2 separate regions of the Mus musculus genome follow, and region 1 is linked to region 2. A link is a contact called in public Hi-C data. All regions are on one chromosome and are shown on one strand. The core of a region is the stretch at or near the end of the contact, and the rest is flanking DNA. Distances in the headings are between cores, read along the strand shown.

Region 1 (4,407 bases), core at 44-2,543, 240 kb before region 2:
ATATATGCCCAGGAGAGGTATTGCTGGATCCTCCGGTAGTACTATATCCAGTTTTCTGAGGAACCGCCAGACTGATCTCCAGAGTGGTTGTACAAGCCTGCAATCCCACCAACAATGGAGGAGTGTTCCTCTTTCTCCACATCCTCGCCAGCATCTGCTGTCACCTGAATTTTTGATCTTAGCCATTCTGACTGGTGTGAGGTGGAATCTCAGGGTTGTTTTGATTTGCATTTCCCTGATGATTAAGGATGTTGAGCATTTTTTCAGGTGGAAAGCATCATTCTTAAACAAGAAGCTAAGGGAGTTATCCAAGGGAACTCACTGCCATAGAGAATGTGTCCTTTCTATGCTATCCAGTCCTACAGCTACCAGGAACATGTGGTGCTTGAGATGTGGATAGACTGGCCAAGAGACCATGTGTGTTATTTTTATTTGTCTTAACTGAAGTAGCTAAAAACAGTTAGTGTCTCCCACACTAGACAGGAAAAGAACAGAATTAGAGACAATAGCTTCATCTCTGCCCTCCCATAGAAACAGTTGCCTCAACCGAAACTCCATGTCATGTCTTCACATCTCATTTTCACACTTCCTTCTGTCCAAGCAGGAAATAATACCCTGCCCTTGGGGGTCAGGCTCCTTCTGTGATGCAAACCTAGCTACTATGGTCATATGTTGGAAAGCTTCCTACTGAAGCTGCTCAGGAGTCCTACCTTTGCTGCTTTTACCTGTTGGCCAGGATTCAGTATCCTCTTTACACCAACAGCTCAGGAGGCTGGGGAACTATTTCACCAGCCATGAACTTTTAGAAGGGTCAAAGGATCCTGGGAGCCAGCTAGTAGTGTGTTTTGTCCTTCAGTGAGCATCTCTGTACATTCCAAGCACATTGTGGTATCCTGTGGGCTCATGCCCTATTGACTCACAGGATATCTTAGACAAAGGGGCTTCTTGCCTTGCTCTTATTCCTTTAGGCCAGTTGTACCCATTCCCTGTCTGTGTGAATGTTCCACCCCCATCTCTTCATGCCTGGTCATGTCTTGTAGTTGTGATCCCTGCTCACATGATCCCTGTGAAGCTTTCTCAGGCCACCTAATCAATATCTTGCAACTGATTTCTCTAGGTCCACCCTGCCTTTGTTTTCTTGCACGTTAGTGTCCCCATGCATTCCACCATACTAAAGTAAGCGCCCTAAAAGCAGGGATACTACCTGTTCTCTTCACTATATCTCTAGGACGAGATCTATTTGTGTAGATCGGGTGTGGAAAAACTAGTTGGATGAATCAATGACCTCATGGAACATGATGAAAGTCTGTACAGCAGGATTACGAAGTAGATGGACCTGTGTGGTTACAGGGTGTTGAAGGTGGGAGAGACCAGACCTCCAGCTTACTAACTCTCTATCCTGCCCTATTACCACATCATATTAGCACGGAAGAAACAGGACCACTGATTTTGTCACACTGACAGTTTTGAGCAGTGGAGGGAGTGGGCTGAGATTTCTCATGAAAGTTACTTGACCCAGATAGGTTTGAGCTAAATGCAAAACAGTTGGTTAGATTTCAATCTGGTTGCTCAACCCTCTTGCAACTATTGATATTGGTGGGAAGAAGTCTCAGTGAGGAGGTGGGAACATCTGTGTGCAAATCCCATTGTAGTGAGCACAGGAAGAGGAAACGGTGATAACCTCGCTTCCTTTGCCTTAACACTTTCGGTAGACTTCCACGTGGCAGAAAATTCTCATCAGGGTAGTTTGGATAAGTCTGAGAATCTGTCAGTGTGAAGAATATAATGATTCCTCCACATTCCTTCTATGTAGTTCAGAAACATCACTGAACAACAGGGCCAGAGTCCCTCAGCAGCATACCGTTTGCTCTGCTGGGTGGGCTTTAGGTAGGACTTTAGCTTTAGCCACTGACTCCTTAGCTTTCCTATGAGACAATGCCTTGGTGGTTAGGTGGCATGTCACCTAAGCTCCAGAAGCTGGAACTAATGTTTAGAAAGCAGAAGGAGAATCCAGAGCCTTTGATCGCCTCAGTCCTGATCTACTTATACAAACCAGGTTCAGAATGCTGTGCTGCCCAGATTTGGGGCTATAACACAGATGGAATATGACATGGAGCCAAAGTGGTTCATTGTGCATGATGTTATTGCTTACAATATCCTCAGGTGTGTACTAAGTACGCCTAAGAACTCTGGGTCCCCAGGGACACTAAGTGTAGTTCAGCCTTGGGCACTTCTCCTGGGACATTCTTGGCCTTACACACACTAGGTTAGTACTTGGACTTGATTAGAGTTCAGAGAGTCATAGTTTTTGTTTTTGTTTTTGTTTTTGTTTTTGTTTTTGTTTTCGGGTGTGCAGTGGTGACAGGATATTTCTCAATCTCTGTGTTCTTATGGGGAGGCTTCTTGTCTTTTCTAATCCAACCTGACATTTTCTATGATTTGAGACTTGTTTGGGATGGCTGAGTGAGTACATACTGGATTTTCAGGCAATGGTATCCTTTCTTCTTCAGACTCTGTCCCTTCTTGGTGTTACTGAATGTGAGGTTTGTGGTAGGCCCAGATGTTCAAGAGAGAGCCCCGTTCCTCTTTGCCTGGACCATGGCTCACAACTGGCTGCTGTTCTCCAGGAGTTAGCAGTTGCATGGTGGCATCTAGTAGTGCTATACTGGAGAGCCCTGCTTGCATCATCCAAAACAGAAACTTTTTCTGAAACATTGAAGCAGTGACACTACTGTCATACTTTTAGCCCATTCTTTGAGTGGTAGCATATTATTTGGAAAATGGGTTCAACTTTGCAAAGTTAGCAACTTGCTTCCCAAGTCCTCACTAGATCCAGCAAGACCACTTCTAGGATCAAGCATCACATAGCTGTTGTTTCCTTCCTGCTCTCTGTAGTCAGTGAATTCCCTTCTTTCTTTATCATTGAAGGGTCCCCAGAAATGATAATGTGGGTGCCAAGTGCATATTCTTGATTTCTTGTCCTCAAGAAGCTATAGCTCTCCTATACTCACACATTTTTTACTAAAAGGTTGGTAGGGATATTATGGAAAAATAAGGTTGGAAAAAAGCTGCAGAAGGTTAGAGAAGAGAGAGCTGTGAGTTTGTTTGTTTCACTGTTTGTGGCAGGTTCTCACTATGTAGCCCTGGCTGACTTGATATTCTTTAAGCAGACCTGGCTGACTTCGAATTCACAATGGTCTGCCTGCCTTTGCCTCCCAAATGCTGGGGTGTGCCACTGCACCTAGTGAGTTGGGTCATTCTAAAGGACTAGCTTGGTGAATTAAATGATATGTCAGAGGAAGTCTGAGCCCCGACACCCCTGGGGTACCCAGCCTTATTCTTCCTTGTAATGATCAACAGGTGAGGAGATGAGTGTTCATACCCCTCAAGTGCCTAGATACTGCCCTGATGAGAGGTTACCTGGGGTCAGAGATCAGGTCCCATTGCTCTTGCTTCCACTGGCAGACTGGGTGGCCCTTGGGCAGCTCCCAGGCCATCCAGTACTCACTTCTTCATCAGTAAAGGATTGTCAGAGGGGTCACTCGGCCTTCGAATTGTCCCCAACAGTGGTTACTATTACTGCTGCTGAGCAGTGGCTCAGAGCCCCCAGGCTGTGAGATGGCTGTGACCAGGCAGTGCCAGCCTCTGCAGCACTAAAGACAAGGCCGCCTTAGACCAAGTAGGAGCCTCCTGATGGCTGCTTTATGTGGGGAGTTCCTCCCCCACTCTACAAACAAGGGAAGTTGTTGAAGTGACAAAGAAGAAATGAGTTACTGGTGCCCACTTGACTGAATCCCTGGCTGTTGGCTCCGTAGATAGAATGTGTGAAACAGTGAGGCTTTCTTTGTCCTTCTCTCTTTCAATGCTGAGGTTTGTCTGCCTTCCTTTCAGTGCCTGTGTGGAGCATCAGTGGACCTACGCACCTCCTCTCCTGCCTCCCTCCCTTCCCTTTCCTCCCTTGTGTTTCTGAACTAAGCCAAGGGTCTTCCATGGGATACATAGGATGTAAAGGGGCTGGGTCATTTATTAACTCTGCCTTTCCAGGTAATTGAATTCCTGGGAGGAGTGTGGAAAGGCGATCTTCTTAAAGTCGGTGAAGTCTGCCGTGTGGACTATCGAAGATGAGTTTTTAATGGGGAACTTGCACACAGGATCATTTGGAGTGACATGTGTCTCATTGTCAGCTTCCCACGTGTTGCACATGTTGGCAGCCGAGTGGAGGATTCTGTGGATGTTCTTTGTGAGGAGATGAGCTGAAAACAAGGAGCATTCCAGCCCGGGTGCATGCCTTGTCCTGGCAACAAAACGGACCCTGAGGAATGCTGTTAGCATCAAAGACAGGAAGCTCTTGTTGTCTACACGGGCCAGCTGCAGGCCCATGTGTTGGCCACATCGCTATGTGGGCAA
Region 2 (4,180 bases), core at 1,593-4,092:
ATCTCATGTTTACTAGACACACAAACTAGAGTTGTGAGAAAGGAGGGGGACCTTAATTGAGAAACCGTCTCCATAAGATCCAGCTGTAAGGCATTTTGTTAATTAGTGATTGATGGAGGAGGGCCCAGCCCATGGCAGGTGGTGCCATCTCTGGGCTGGTGACCTGGGTTCCGTAAGAACACAGGCTGAGCAAGCCACGAGGAGCATGCAAGAAAGCAGCACCCCTCCATGGCCTCTGCATCAGCTCCTGGCCTCCAGGTTCCTGCCCTGCTTGAGTTCCTGTGCTGACTGCCTTTGATGATCAACTGTGACATGGAAGCATAAGCTGAATAAACCCTTTCCCCCCCCAATTTGCATTTTGGTCATAGAAGCAATAGAAAGCCTAAGTGAGCACCTCACTTAGAGATGAAAATAGGGATTGCTTAATAAGATGCAGCTGCACTTTGTAAGTCCTTACTGCTTATACTCTGCTTCTCATCAATAACCGAGAGTCACAGTATCAACTGCTGCCACTACTTGATGACACAAAGTGTGGTGTCTTTTTATATATAGTGCTATTATTTATATATGTTAAGTTCCAAACCTGGACAAGTGGTTGAGGTGTCTATTTAACATATCAAAGTGGACCTGGCCTCTAGGTTCCCCCAGCATCCCTCATCCCTACCTGTTACAGGGTATAGTTGGCATTCCCTGCCCTCTACCCAGAACTCTCCAGCCTAGGGGCTAGGCTGTCATTTCCCCAGAGGCTCTTCCTTATATAATCCAGACATTTTTGGGTACCTGCCCCTTTTTGTACCTTTGGCCTCTTGGCTGCTGTAGTTGGTTCTCCTCTCCCCCTCCCTGGCCCTACCCCTCTGGACTTTCCCAGTTGTGTCTGCCTTTGGCTATGCTATCCTTATTTATCTATAATAAACTTTCTTCTCCATCATATCTAGGAGCGATCATGTCTTTTCCTGTCTTATTTCTTTTTCTTCATTCAATGTGCCAACTATGTCATTAATTGTACTTGTTAATTATTTATTTTTATTTTGTTTCACAATCATTGTTCCAAATACAAACACTGCAAGGTCAGGAATCTAGAGAGGTTGAGTAACTTGTCTACAGTCACACAGCTAAGAAGGGTCAATAATACAGTTATTTAGACTATGTGATCTCAAAAGCCCATGATTCTCTTTAATCTCCTGGCAAAAGTGGCATTCAGTCTCATTGCCAAGTCGGGGGGTGGAGGCAGCGATGAGGCGAAGGAATGGACCTGATTCTCTGGCCGGACCTCCTTAGGTTAACTCAGAAAATACTGTTTTCAGACTGTCAGATTTAGTAAATTATTAACATCAGAACGGACATACAACTCCCCACAGAAAAAATGACTTTTCAACAGATCACAGAGATCATGAAGTAAGGAAAGGGTCAAAGTTCCAAGTATCAGATTTACAAGAAACTCTGTGGTGCATAACTCAGCTACCTGCGGGCTGGACACTGGCTGTGAAGAGGTTTTCATGGGACTGTTGCGGCTGAGGCTGCAGCCTGGCTTCAGGATTAACCACCTGGAGCTGTTTCTCAGGTTACAGGCCGTTTGTATTTCTAAAACAATGCAGGGTGAGACTAAGGGAAACCTTAGCAGAGATCTTTTAGGAAGAGTGGTCTCCAGTGCAGCTAAGTGAATGAGACTCTCAACAGCCATTAAGTTGCCGATGAGCATGACATTAACACAACCTTAGTAGCCTCGTTCAAGCCCTTTTTGCAATCAGGAAACGGGATAACATGCCTCTTCACTAGCAATTTATACAACCAGAGTCACTGATATGTTTTCCAACGTGTATATTTAAAAAGTTGTTAAAGTCATATGAGAGAAGAAATCTGAATTGGATATAGACTAAGAGAGCTACACAATCATGCTACTAATGTTTAAAAACAAACAAACAAACAAACAAAAAAATGGGTCGCTTTTCCGTTCTTTCTACTTCCAGATTATATGCTCAAACGATTGGTTTCCACATCAGGTCTAATAAAGTTCCAAATGCTCGTTACTACTGTCAATGGCCCACCGATAGTAAACTGCACACGACCACTGCCTATGTCTGCATGTGTATAACATGGAGGGATGCGCACAACTTCAGCCTGCTCTATCCACATCTTCTGCTTACATTCTCTTGAGACCGTGCACCCATTTTCAAGACAGCAGGTCTCCATGAATGTTATTATTTTAGCAAAGGGCTGGAGTGTAGTGTAGAGGGAAATAGAAGTGAAGATTCGGTGTCCTGGCCATCACCACACACACACACACACACACACACACACTCGACTCTCTGGCAGGGGAACCTGGGACTTTGAATTTACACAGGTTCCCAAGCAGATTGTCTTGCACACTTAAGTTTAAAATTAGCAAGCAAAAGGACTCAGGAAACTTGGGCCCTGCCTGCCACTGAAGCAGGTTAGGCAGATTTCTGATTTGGCAGGAATAATTACTGTTCCCAGCAAATGGCTAAGAGGCCAGCAAGCCCCCCACCCCTTCCTTCCTCCCCAGTTCCTTCCCTGTGCACTGAGGAGGCTGGACCACCACCCAGCACGTAGAACCTAACCCCAGGCATCAAAGTGCTCGCACACCAGTTCTGCGGGATCTGGACGTGGGGTTTGAGCAAGGAAGGGCCGACAACGCCAGGCGTCCGTATCCCTCCCCGGCCAGTGGCCCTCGCTGCCCCGAGCACGCCATTACCCGAAGGTGGCTACGGGTTCGGCCTGGGGTACGCAGATCCGGGATTTCAGGGGCGAGAGGAGCAGCCGCAACCGCTGGGCCGCCGGGCGAACTGTTGCGGTCGCCATAGCTCCAGGTCGCACAAGCTCCATGGAACGCGCATGCGCCCGGCTGGATGCCACCCTTCAAGTGCTAAGCTCGAAGTCCCGCCCCTGGCCCGCTGTGCCTTGCTGGAGCTCGCTCTGCTCCTTGTCAGGCCTGCCCAGAAACAAAAACAGAGCGTGTCCTTCTAGTCCTAGCTCTCTCAGGGTGGACAGTTCAGTAGGCACTGCTCCTTGCTTGCAACTGCCAAGGAGTCCAAGGATATGGGTCGGCGGGGCCACCTGCTGTGCTGCCTTCACCTAAAGGGTATCTAAGCAGAGCCTCTGAGAGACAAGTGCACAGCAGACCATCCTGCCTCTGTTAAGGAAGGAAAGCTCAAGCTGGCCTAGAACTCTAGCTGATGTTGATCTTGAGCTCCTGATCCTCCTGACTCATGCTGGGACATCTGGCCTGCATCACTACACCTGACTATGTCCCACTTCCCACATTATCTAGCCCTGGTCCCTTGATGCTAAGCATAATGGTAGCAAGCCTTTAGGTTACTTAGAGCAACATTTATTATGCACGTCTTAAGAACTCATCATTTGTACATCTTGCTGTGTTAGCTTTATGCACCACTGTGACAAACATTTGAGAACAATGTAAAAGGGGGAAAGGTTCATGGTTTCAGAGCTCTAAGCTCAAGGTCATCCGGACCCATTTCTTTGGGCCCGAGGAAAGGCAGTGCATGGTGGGAGCGGAGGCACTTAAGTGTTAAGAGCACTTAACAGGCTGAGAGGGAGAAGAGAAAGAACTGGAAGAAACTGTTCAAAGGAAAAATTGTTCAAAGACATGCATGCTCCCAGTGACCTGCTTCTTGTAGTCAGGCCCCACCTCCTATATCTTCCAATAATACCAACAAACTATGAATCCATTAATAGATAACTCCATTGATTAAGTCAGAGTCCTCACGATCCAATTACCCAGCAATGACTAGTCCCAGTAATGGGGGGGGAGGGAGCTTTCAATACTTCATACCAAAAACTAGTCATTTTTGTGCCAGGTGCCTTAAAGTGTGTCACTATATTTTTAATTAGTATATGCTCCTTCTCCATCCATACTTCTTACCCCAGATTATAGACGAGGAAACAGTGGGAAGAGAAGTTAGAAAGGCTTGGCTCACAGAGCTGTGGAGGGGTATTCAGGTCGGCTTAGCTTCCTAATGCTATATGAAAACATCATACCTCTTACTACAATTACACTAGCTCTTAACTCTTTATAATCACTTATTTGTAAATGTCATTGAGTCTGTCCTCCATTTTAACCCCACCCCATTTTTTGAAGCGATAAAACCATGAAGGGAACCTTGATTTCTTCCCCTCTTCCCCTACCTCACCTTCTAAGGCC

What was found. A called contact is a pair of places that touch in the nucleus more often than the background predicts.
Region 1: a contact with region 2 is called in a Hi-C map of liver, with 2.3 times the contacts expected there. The contact joins the enhancer-like site here to the promoter of Bphl in region 2. A contact is called at or near these places in 2 of 39 promoter capture datasets (liver and pre-B cells), 1 of 484 Hi-C or Micro-C datasets (liver) and 2 of 115 datasets of contacts at active chromatin or transcription factors (embryonic stem cells and pancreatic cancer cells).

Annotation. Positions count from the first base shown.
Region 1 is chr13:34,278,452-34,282,858 of GRCm38.p6, reverse strand. The region is part of intron 3 of Slc22a23 (solute carrier family 22, member 23); the gene reads left to right. Among named protein-coding and RNA genes, the nearest start is that of Slc22a23, 65 kb to the left of the region's middle. Within about 2 kb of position 1,293, at least 9 of the 459 cell types and tissues checked have an H3K27ac peak or open chromatin away from gene starts, as enhancers often do. A contact at or near this core is called in liver, where this site is marked.
Region 2 is chr13:34,036,303-34,040,482 of GRCm38.p6, reverse strand. Bphl (biphenyl hydrolase-like (serine hydrolase, breast epithelial mucin-associated antigen)) reads right to left here and starts at 2,842. Exons shown (of 7, transcript NM_026512.1): 1 at 2,714-2,842. The coding sequence starts at 2,820.